Linked DNA regions of Mus musculus: region 2 is linked to region 1. A link is a contact called in public promoter capture Hi-C data. All regions are on one chromosome and are shown on one strand. The core of a region is the stretch at or near the end of the contact, and the rest is flanking DNA. Distances in the headings are between cores, read along the strand shown. Region 1 overlaps Nsmce2 (NSE2/MMS21 homolog, SMC5-SMC6 complex SUMO ligase). Region 2 holds the start of A1bg (alpha-1-B glycoprotein).

What was found. Promoter capture Hi-C pulls out the DNA fragments that hold promoters and counts their contacts.
Region 2: a contact with region 1 is called in a promoter capture Hi-C map of liver, with 3 times the contacts expected there. The contact joins the promoter of A1bg here to the enhancer-like site in region 1. A contact is called at or near these places in 5 of 39 promoter capture datasets (the SN4741 cell line, hippocampal neurons, liver and 2 more).

Annotation. Positions count from the first base shown.
Region 1 is chr15:59,394,590-59,400,835 of GRCm38.p6, reverse strand. All of the region lies in intron 2 of Nsmce2 (NSE2/MMS21 homolog, SMC5-SMC6 complex SUMO ligase), which reads right to left. Among named protein-coding and RNA genes, the nearest start is that of Nsmce2, 24 kb to the right of the region's middle. Within about 2 kb of position 2,850, at least 47 of the 459 cell types and tissues checked have an H3K27ac peak or open chromatin away from gene starts, as enhancers often do. A contact at or near this core is called in liver, where this site is marked.
Region 2 is chr15:60,918,430-60,923,977 of GRCm38.p6, reverse strand. It overlaps A1bg (alpha-1-B glycoprotein), which reads left to right and starts at 2,708. Exons shown (of 7, transcript NM_001081067.1): 1 at 2,708-2,755; 2 at 2,832-2,867; 3 at 2,952-3,260; 4 at 3,580-3,852; 5 at 4,045-4,341; 6 at 4,802-5,098. The coding sequence starts at 2,722.

The DNA.
Region 1 (6,246 bases), core at 1,601-4,100:
CTTACTGGGGGGTGGAGGGGGGCGTGCGGGAGGGGGGGGCAGTGCTGGAGGGGGGGAACAGGCTTCTAAAGGATAACAAAACATAGCAAAATAAAATATAATAAGAAAAAACAAACACCAACTTGATTTACTTGTCGGATAAGGCAAGCCAACAAAAAAATTAAAGAGCCTCAAGAGAAGGCACAAGAAGGCCTATTCTTTTACACACTCAGGCCTCCCATAAAAGCCCTCAACTGAAAGCTATTATATATATAACGCAGAGAACTTGGTGCAGACCCATGTAGGCGCTGTGACTGCTGCTTCAGTCTCTCAGAGTTCCTATGAGCCTTGCTCAGTTGTTTTAAAGGGCCTTGTTCTCCTGGTATCCTGTGTACTGTCTCCCCCACTCCTTCAGTCTCCTCTTTGGCAGGATTTCCTGAGCTCTGAGGGGAAGGATTTGATGAAGACATCTTGTTTAAAGCTGTGTGTTCCAAGGTCTTAGAAAAAAACAATTTAAAGAATTCCAACTAAACAAAAACACTACTCATGTATGTAGTAAAGACACCTAGCAAACACTGCCAGAGCCAAGTGGTGTAGGGTAGCATGCTGAGTCCCTCACGGAATGTGATTAGGAGTTTGGCTTCTGTCATCTTCTTCTAAAAACATAAAATTGCCCTTAACTCATAAGAAAAACATTAAACTCCAACTGAGGGACATTTCACACAAAGTCAAACTTTTTTTTTTTAAGGGAAAAGAAAAAGGTTATACAACTCAAGAAGTGACTAAATGCAATGTGGCAGCCAGGACTGCATCCTGGACAATGTATTGAAAAGGGACACTGGGGCTGGAGAGATGGCTCAGAGGTTAAGAGCACCAACGGCTCTTCCAGAGGTCCTGAGTTCAAATTCCAGCAACCACATGGTGGCTCACAACCATCTGTAATGGAATCTGATGCCCTCTTCTGGTGTGTCTGAAGACAGCTGCAGTGTACTCATACAAATAAAATAAATATAAAAAAAAGAAAAAGGGCCACTGAAAAAATGTTACTAAAACAGAAGTTTAGTCTGCAATAACACACCAATGTTTTATGTAGCTTTGATAAATGTACTATGCACTAAGGTCTGAGCAAGTAAGGGCAGTGGGTAGAGACATTTGGGAACTCTCATTCCAAGTGTTTGTAAGTCTATTATTATTCCAAAATTTAAAAAGGATACTTTCTAAAAGAACAGTCTGCAAAATGGGACAAAAGAGACTGCAAAAAAAAAATCTGTTATTTAGTGTAATTTTGTTTGCATGTAAATAAGACACTGGTTAGAGAGCACCCAGTGACTTAAAACTAAGTACTCAGCAGAATACCAATGAAACACACACACATGTAGCCAGTCTCTGCCCAGGGCCGCCTTTAAAGTGAGGAGCTTAATACAGCAGAGTAGCATGTGTCTGTACTCCAGCCAGGTAGCTGAGAAAGAAGATCACTTGAGCCTACGTAGCTTTGGAGGCTAACCTGGGCAACACAGCAAGACCATAGTTCAAAGTAAACCCTAAACAACAAAGGAAATAACTGTCTCAAACCCAGAATAACCACAAAAAGGCAGTCACTTCAAGTCTTCACATGCAGGAAAAAGCAAGCTCTAAGAGATGAAGCAATCATCTAGGCTAATAGAGAATTTGCATTTTAATTCACGGATGTATTTTTGTACAAAGTCAATTCTGACCCTAAGGCTCTACAGGATCCATCTTTTCAAATGCTCAAATAATTACAGCAAAAACAAAGCAACTGACCAATATGAATATTATGTACCAGCTCTGTAAAGAGCATTTTAGATACATTCCTTAATACTTTACAGCAACTCCAAATACGGCAGGTGTTAGGGAGATGTGGATGGGTGGATGGTTAAGGACCCTACAAGACATTCACTGCTATTTTACATCATCACTACTTATAAAGGAAAATAACCTGAAAGTTAAAGTCACAATGATACTAAAGTGGGCAGCCAGTGCATGATTCTGTAGTTCTGAAAGCCCAACATTACCCCATCCAGACAACCAAAGGATTATGTTCCCTCTGGGGACAGAGGAGGACCCCTCTCTTCATCTCACCTGGCCTCTCCTGCATCTTGGACAAAGTTCATCTCCAAAGAAAAGTGCTGAAGCTTTCACCACTGGTGGTGGCAACAGCCTGGAAAGGCCTCAGCTGAAGTTAATCTTCACCCTGAAGCACTTGCAGCTCCCTGAATGTGTCAGGTTCTAGGGAGCAAGTCATTTCTCACTCATTCTGAACATCTTGGGAGCAAAGGTGCCATGTGCCCTTCTGTCCCAGTCCATCTTTACAAGGATGCTTATGTAAGAGCAAGATCTCACAAGACTAAGATGGCGTCTACTTCCAAAAACTGGACCCCTGAGCCTGAGGTTCCTTAGTTGTGACCTCAACCCTCCTGGGCTCTCCCATATCAGCTCCAGAAACCATGAGGCATGGAGACAGGAAGGTAAACCAGAACAGGCATACTATCTGAGGTATAACAACAAAAGCTGCTGTCTTTGACTTAGGGGTTTCCTACCTCTCAAGCAGCCATGAAGCTTACAGGCAGGTTTGTCAGCTTTCATATCAGGACAAATACTCATCAATCTTTTCCAGTCTGTTTCTAGTACATGAAACAGCTACTCACCTTTAACCTGCAACAGCCCATGTGAAGCCTGTCCTGAAGGCTCTCTCATCTACAATTCCCACCAACTCCAGGGTTCCACATGGTTGCTGGGAAAAGGTTTTCATCACAGCACCTTTAGAGAACTAGTCATCAAATGAGTCCCAGCTCAAAACTCATACTCAGCACACATGAATAGGACTGCTTCAAGCTTGATGCTAAGCTCTATCAGGGGAAGGCATACCACGAAAACAGCAAATCCACACAGCTGGACTCCCGCAAGATCACAACCTTGCATACTTCAATGAACACTATCAAGAAAGTAAAATGCAGCACACAATAGGAAAAATACCAGCAGATCATGTCTTATATCAGACTTTTCTCTAGAATATATAAAGAACTTAGACACTGGATTTAAAAGTGCACAGGATATGAATAGGCACTTCTCCAGAGATTTCTCTAAGAGCCCAAAAGCATATGACATCATTACATAAATGCCAACTGAAACCATGCTGAGATACTAACGTGAGAATGGATGCTGAGCAGCACAATTAATAGTTACATTTGCTGCTGTGCTACACACAGCACCATGTGACCAAAAGCTTATCTGGGCTCTGGTCCCAGAGGATTTGAATCCATCTCGGCTGGGAGGCATGACATCAGGGAGCCACCTGCAAGCATGGTGCCAAGAAGGTGAGAGCTCACATTGCAAGAGAGAAGTAGAGAAAGCAAACTGGAAGCAGGGATAGGCTATAAAATCTGGAAGCCCTGAGACATCCATCCTCCAGCAAGACTGCACCTCCTAAACCTCTCCAAACAGCACCACCTACTGGGGACCAAGTAATGCAAATACCTGAGCCTAGTGAGGGCATTCCTCGTTCAAAGCACAAGCATCCAAGAATAATTTAGTAATATTAACAACCCAGGGTCCACCAACTGGTAGATCTACAAAATGTGGTATAGCTACATACTACATAATGGAGTATTATTAAACTATAAAAATAAATGAAGTGCTAACTGATTAAATGCTGATGGATCTAACAACACAGATGAACCTTGCTTGAAAACAAGAACACTCCAACCACAAAAAACCACATTTTATATAAAATTCACTTCTATATGAAATGTCTGAAACAGGTAACTCCACAGCTATAGAGCCATAGTAGATCAGTGGCTCCTGGAGAGACTGGCGTGCAATGCTAAAGGACGCAGGGTCTGCTTCCTTTCTTTTCCCTTCCTCACTTCCTTTCTTGTTGGTCTCCTCTCCTCTCATCACTATACAGCCCAGGCTGTCCTTGAACTCACAATACTCCTGCCTCAGTCTCTTGAGTAATGAAATTATAAGTATATAATATCACACCTTGCCAGGGGTTGTGGTTTTGAAATGATTGTGGTAACGGTTATGTGTATCCATGAATATAATTTTAAAAACCCCACTACATTATACATTTTACATGGGTAGATAATAAAATGGACAAATTACAAAAACGAAAAGGCTAATGGACTGTTAGATGGCTGGAGGAAAGACTAAAGGAAAAATAGACTGATATGGTGGTTTGAGTAGGAATGGCCCCATACGAAAAGATCTTTACCAGTCCTAATTCACATAGGGGGCTAATATCCAATATATATAAAGAACCCAAGAAGTTGGACTCCAGAAAACCAAATAACCCTTATTAAAAATGGGGTACAGAGCTAAACAAAGAATTCTCAACTGAGGAATACTGAATGGCTAGGAAGCACCTAAAAAAATGTTCAACATCCTTAATCATCAGGGAAATGCAAATCAAAACAACCCTGAGATTCCACCTTATACCAGTCAGAATGGCTAAGATCAAAAACTCAGTTGACAGCAGATGCTGGCGAGCTGGGATTGCAAGCTGGTACAACCACTCTGGAAATCAGTTTGGTGGTTCCTTAGAAAATTGGACATAGTTCTACCAGAAGATCCAGAGATACCACTCCTGGGTATATACCCAGAAGATGCCCCAACTTGTAATAAAGACACATGCTCCACTATGTTCAATGCAGCCTTATTTATAATAGCAAGAAGCTGTCTCCTGATATAGCTGTCTCCTGAGAGACTCTGCCATGCCTGACTAATATAGAAGTGGATGCACACAGTTATCCATTAGATGGAGCACAGGGTCCCCAATGAAGGATCTAGAGAAAGTACTAAAGGAGCTGTAGGGGTTTGCAGCCCCCTTGGAGGAACAACAATATGAACTAACCAGTAACCCCAGAACTCCCTGGGACTAAACCACCAACCAAAGAAAACACACAGAGAGACTCATGGCTCTAACTGCATATGTAGCAGAGGATGGCCTAGTCGGTCATCAATGGAAGAAGAGGCCCTTGGTCCTGTGAAGGTTCTATGCCCCAGTATAGGGGAATGCCTATGCCAGGAAGCAGGAGTGGGTGGGTTGGGGAGCAGGGGAACAGGGGAGAGGAAAGGGGATTTTTGGAGAGGAAATTAGGAAAGGGGATAACATTTGAAATGTAAATAAAGAAAATATCTAATAAAAAAATAATAATAAAGAATGGCCCCATACATGCATGTGTTTGAATGCATGGCCTATAGGGAGTGGCATTATTAGGAGGTGTGGCCTTGAAGTAGGTGTGGTCTTGAAGAAGTTGTGTTGCTGGGGGTGGGGCTGAGGTCTTAGAGGCTCAAGCTAGGTCTAATAGATCAATACACTTCCTGCTGCTTGCAAATCTGGATGTAGAACTCTCAACTCTTTCTCCAGCACCATGTCCGCTGCACACTGCCATTTTTCCTGCCATGACAGTAATGGACTAAGCTTCTAAAACTGGAAGCCAGTCCCAACTAAATGTCTTCCTTCATAAGAGTTGCCATGGTCCGGTGTCTCTTCACAGCAATAAAACCCTAATTAAGACAATTAAGCTTATGGAAAATTCCATTAAAACAAATTTTAAACAAACACTCTGCCCATAAAATTTCTTCAAAAAAGAATCTACATACCATATTTATAAATTTATTATTTACTAACTTAACTGTTTATACAAAGGCAATTAGGATTAATAAAGAGCAAGCTGATATATACACACATACATGTGTGTGAATTTGTTATACATACATTCAATTCAGCACAACAGAAGCTAATGGAATATGAACGTACTCTGTGGCTTCAGGCAAGCCACTTTACCCCTCTGACTTTAGCTATCTCTTCCATCAATGTCAGGTTATTTTCATCAAACTGTTAAGAGAGAATAAGTCTGGAATAAGGTCTAAAAGCAGTGGAATTACTTTATATTACTAGAATAGCCCTTGCCAGATAGAGAGTAAACAAATAAGAGTGAAACTACAGACATGTAGCAGGTTTTTGCAAAATAAAGCATTAACACACATAAGCTTCAGTATAAATATACCTGAATCTAAATTAACTTCAAAAGTAAGATTTGTCAGTAATCTATGGCATGGCAGCAGCTATAATGCTCTTTGTAAAAAATAATTTCTACTAGAAATTAACCGACCAGTAAATCATACATATGAACATGGAAAAATCATTTCTTTGTAAAAACAACTGTGGGGGGTGGAGGGAGGATTGCACATGTGGATGTCAGAGGACAACTTGTTGGAACCAGTTCCCTCCTTCCACAATGG
Region 2 (5,548 bases), core at 1,459-3,958, 1.5 Mb before region 1:
TCCAGTACTGGGTCATTTTACTGAATGATGGGGAGGTTTATAGCATCACTTCCAAAGGGCCTTTGGCAGGCTAAAGTAATGACTACATATAAATGCTTTGAAGGTTAGATGGCTCATGTACAGCTCCCCCCTGATTTAGTTTTAATATTGTGCTACTTAAGAGAACTATTGGAATATAAGCAAGACTCAGGAAATAATTGTTTATCTGTATATCATTTGTGATGGAAAAGAGAGAACATGAAAAAATATGTTGTTTGATAAACAGAAGACAGAGTAGGAGTTGTGCGCTGGGGTGATCAATTCCAAATTACAGGGATAGATCAAAATATCAAATTTCAGAGGTGGATCAAAATTTCAAAGTCCCCCTTCTTGCTCACACAGACAAAAAAAATTAGGATTATTTTTGAGACATCTCACTATGTAGTTCTGGATGGCTGACTTGAAACTCTCAATTACTGGCCTCCAACCCACAGAGATTACCTGTCTCTGCTTCCTGAGTTTTGGATATGATACTTTTAAAGTAAGCTAGAGTGCTCTTCAGAATTATAGTTAGTGACTTACTCTCTCCAATGCACCAACCCAAGGCACCATTCTTTGTGGACAATTTCTCACATACAGAGAAAAGACATTCCAGGTGCACACTAGAAATTTGAGAAACTTATTCTATCATCTGTGAGCCAAGAGACCCTTAGCATCAGGTCCATTCTTATCTTCTGTCCAGCTCCAGCTTCTTCAACTCCCTAGACAGCTGTTGTGTGCTGACCTCTGCTCTCTATAGATCCTATACTTCTAATCCTCATAGCTGTGACTGTGACCTGGAAGAGAAATAGTGTCTCTACAGATGCCTTCAATAGTAGGTCAAATGGAACCTAAGCCAGATACAGGTGTGCTCATAGGAGAGAGAAATTTAGTCACAGAGAAGAAAATAGATACCAAGAACAGGCTCAAACAACAAAGTGAGGTAACTACAAGCTAAGCATTGCCAAAGATTCCCAACATCCCTGAAGTCCTAAAAACAGGCAAGGACAAACCAGGACCTCCCAAACCTCTTGATTTCATATACTGGACTTCTAGAACTTTGAGGAATACCCTTCTGCTGTTTAAGCTCCAAGGTGTGTGGAAACTTGATATACCATCTTCATTCCTGAATGCCAGCAGTTAGTACTGGTCCCATTGTGTGTGCTTATATCTGATTTGTCATGGCCCCTTGGCTCACCGAGTAACTCCTTAGAATCTTTGGGAGGGGATAGAGAAGAGGCATCAGTCTGTCCTAACCTGAGCCACATGCACTTCTCCCAGGGGAAGGACAGGTAGAAGTCCTCTTAGAATGGTATTGTGGGAGTATGATTTCTGATTCACTTTCCCTTCTAGGTGGGATTACCTGGCATGTGCTTGAACACTTAACAAAAACCCAACAATCACTCACTTACCTTTGCAACTTTACTGCCGCCTCTTCTGAAAGTATCAAGGTAGTTTTGCTACTCCTCCAGAAACAGAAAAAGTAAATTAATTTCATTAAATGTTTCCAACTTGTTCCTCATGTAATGATGGCAAAAAACCATGACTCCAAAAACAAAACTGATAGAAATTCCATTGCTGTGACTGAAAATTTATATTAATGTATTTTTATCAGATTGTAAGCCTGGTACCTATACATAGCAGGTTCTCTAGATAAAATAGAGAGAAATGAGCACTATGCAGAAAAAAAGTTCACTATTTTCTTTCACTTCAAATTTGATTGTTCCTCTATGTGTATTTTAGGATGTGTTGGGGTCCTCATGAAATAAGGACATATATTTATAAAAGTATGAGCTGTTTCCTACTTGATAATTCTAGAGAAGGAACAAGAGAGTCTGAGAAGAGATATTAGAAACCAGAGAGGAAGAAATGAATAGCTTTAATATAACAAAAAGGACAAAAATACTCAGAAAAATAAAGAAAAACAACTTAAACTGCAGAGGTTTCAATCGTGATTTGAGGCACCAGGGAAAATAAGCTCAGCTTAGAACATCCTACTGCGATGGGTGTGAGTCAAGCCAATGCTGAGATTCAGCTGGCCCTTAGATATCATCATTTGGAAGAAGGATACTGACTTAACAAGAGATTTCTGGGGGGATCAGGGAGTGCCGAATTAAGCCCTCATCAGGTGCCTTGCAGGCTGCAGTGTCTTAGAGTGGCAATGCCAGCCTTCTTGCCATTGTCCTCTCGGTTGAGGACACATGGAAATAGGAAGGCATGGCCATCTAGGAGACACACTGTCAGTTCCTTATGGAAGAGGCTTTGCTGGAGAGCCATATGGGTCCACTGACAAGTATTAGGCCTTGCAGGAGCCCCTCCCAGGTGTTTACTCCACTCTGCCTCCTCGTGAAGTCCACAGTGCAGCAAGAACAGCCTCTCTGGAACCTTACAAAGTGACAAAGGAGGATTCGTTCTTTGGGTGAGAGTGTCCCCATGGGTCAGTGACAGTTCTGGCACGTGTTCACACCTGGCTCTAGTCAGGACAGGATAAGAGGATTTTACTGTTATTATCAGTTTGTCTTGATAATTACGCATTATTATTGATTAGCATTATTGCTGAATCCCCGCTGTTCCCATGCCAAGCAGCTGCCTCTCTGCCCCTACCTTCCAGGAAGGGCAAACAAAGTACAAGGTCAGGGCCTCAGATTAATTTGCCACCGCAGATGCTCCCTACAGACACTCCTGCTGAACTGAAGACCCGCCATGTCTCTGCTGGCTACTGTACTGCTGCTCTGGGGTGAGATGTCCTGAGATCTAGAACTTTTGGGGCAGGTGTGGTATGAATGGAGACTCACACACTATTATCTCTACAGGGTTCACTCTGGGCCCAGGAAATACTCTAATGCTCGGTAAGTTCAGCAATGGCCTATGGGTTACGGGGAACCCCATTTTTCTAAAAGCTGCAAGCTAACCCTGACTCCTTTGCTTTCCAGATTCTGGCAGTGAACCTAAACTATGGGCAGAGCCTCAGTCCCTGCTGGAACCCTGGGCAAACCTGACCCTGGTGTGTGCAGTTGATTTGCCGACTAAGGTCTTCGAGCTGATCCAGAACGGGTGGTTCCTGAGTCAAGTCCGACTTGAGACACAGGTGCTGTCATACCGCTTTTCCCTGGGGGCCATTACAAGTAACAACAGTGGCATCTACCGCTGCAGATGTGGCGTGGAACCCCCTGTTGACATTCACCTGCCAGCACTGAACAAGTGGACCATGCTAAGCAATGCTGTGGAGGTGACAGGGAAAGGTAAGCAAGGTGATAATTGGGAAAATAGATGGAGAAGCTTCGATCCACCTGACCTGCTATCTCTTTGCTTCAGTTCAATCCTCTATCAAGTGGACACATTTATTTGGCCCCTAGAGGCTTGTAAGTGGTGAATTCCATTGAGTTCTTGGGACCCACCCATCACAGAATAGTATTCTGTACCCTTTCTCTTGCTCAACCCCACTTCCCTTGCTCTGGCTGGCCCTGACTCCTTTCTATTTTCTGAATCTAGAGTGTATACTCTCAGAGTCTCCGGCAATAAGACTGAGGCACTCACCTATATCCCCTCTCCCACCCACAGAGCCCTTGCCTCGGCCCTTGGCTCATGCTGATCCAGTCGACTGGATCACACCTGGTGGCCTGCCTGTATACGTGATGTGCCAGGTTGCAATGCGGGGTGTGACCTACCTGCTGAGGCAGGAAGGAGTGGATGGCGTCCAGAAACCTGATGTCCAGCACAAGGGAACAGCTGGCTTTTTAATCTACAAGCCTGGCAACTACAGCTGCAGCTACCTAACCCATGCAGCAGGTGAACCCTCTGAGCCCAGTGATATTGTGACCATCAAGATGTATGGTGAGTGTTAAACCCCGATACTGAAAAGCTTTGTGTAAGACCTGACACGTAGTGCCCAAAGATAAGCCAGTTGCTCCTGAGCTGTCACAGAATGTCAGAGGTTTGGGGGCTGAACAGAGGGAAGCTCTCAGTGCCACCCTACAAAGCAGAGTGTCCTGGACTCCTCACTCAGTGCTCTTCCCTGGCTTGCAGCCTCACAGGCTCCACCCACTCTGTGTTTGATGGGAAACTACCTAATGATCTACCCCCAGAAGACATATGAGACCCTTGCCTGCAAAGCTCCTCGGAATGCAGCTGAATTCCAACTCAGGCAAGGAGGGAAGGTGCTGAAAATTCATGGGTTTAGCCCCACCAGAGATGCTATCCTGTACTATGTGAACTTGAAGGAACTGGATAACCCAGGTCCTTTCACCTGCCGCTACCGGATGCACAAATACATGCACGTTTGGTCAGAGGACAGCAAGCCCGTAGAGTTAATGTGGAGTGATGGTAAGTCTCCTAACAGGGTGACCTTTGAAAGGCAAAGATGATGATCTGAAGTGAGCAGAATGGGGATCCCAAAACAGAACCTCCAAATATGAACGTATTGAGCCCACTTAGCCTTGGCGTCCCAAGCTCTAAGTAGGACAATTAATACAGCAACCTGGAACCCTGGAAAGAATTGGGTCACCAAAAACGACTGGCCCAGACTTCAGTGGGGCTCCACCCCTCATTGTATCCTAGCAGGAACGAAGTAGATTTGCTGGCTGTCAACAGACTGGCAGGGCTGGGATGTTGAAGGGATGGCATGGTATTAAGCAATGCTGCTTTATGGTGCCCTTCAGAAGCAGGCAAAGGAGGGAGTAGGGAGGTCACTTTAAGCAGAATGCTTAGCTGGAGCACAGGCTGGAACATGTACAGGGCCCCTGCCATGTCTTCAGGCTGAGCCAACATGTTTGCTCCTTTACAGAGACTCTACAAGCTCCGGTACTTACTGCAGAGCCATCGAGTAGGGACCTTGAGCCTGGTTCAACGGTGCAGCTTCGATGTACTGCACCCGTATCCGGCCTGCGCTTTGGCCTGCAACGCCAGGGCAAACCGGAATTAGTTGTGGTGCAAATGCTGAATTCGTCTGGGACCGAAGCAGTCTTTGAGCTGCACAATATCTCAACAATAGACTCTGGAAACTACAGCTGTATCTACATGGAACAGGCACCGCCATTCTCAGGATCTTCTTCCAGTGAGCCCGTGGAGCTGCGGGTGAATGGTAAGCTAAAAGTGGCCACGAGGGTGGGAGGAACAGAGGGTTACTTACGTAGGGACCAGTATTCCTGTGTTATGATCTGTGAGGAGCCATCCTTTCCGGGTTATACCTTAATGAAGTATTGGGCTCTGAGAACCTTGAAGAGGCCTTCCCCAAATGTGAAACATGCAAATCTGGTTTGTTTCCCAACCTTTGAGCTGGAAGGCCACTGGTCCAATGAAGTTCAATGGTATTAGGATCTAAGGGGGTTGTGTATGTGTTCAAATGCATATTCCCATGCCTCGGTTTCCCGATGATGCCTGTATCTCAGAGCCACTCATGCCATTGACTATCTTTGAGTTAATATCTGATTTTTATAGAACTCTAAAGATCTTGGGGTTATTGGATCAGAAGTCTGGCCCAGACTTAGGTTCTGACCTCAGACTTTTAAACTGTGCTTCTGCCAGAAGTACT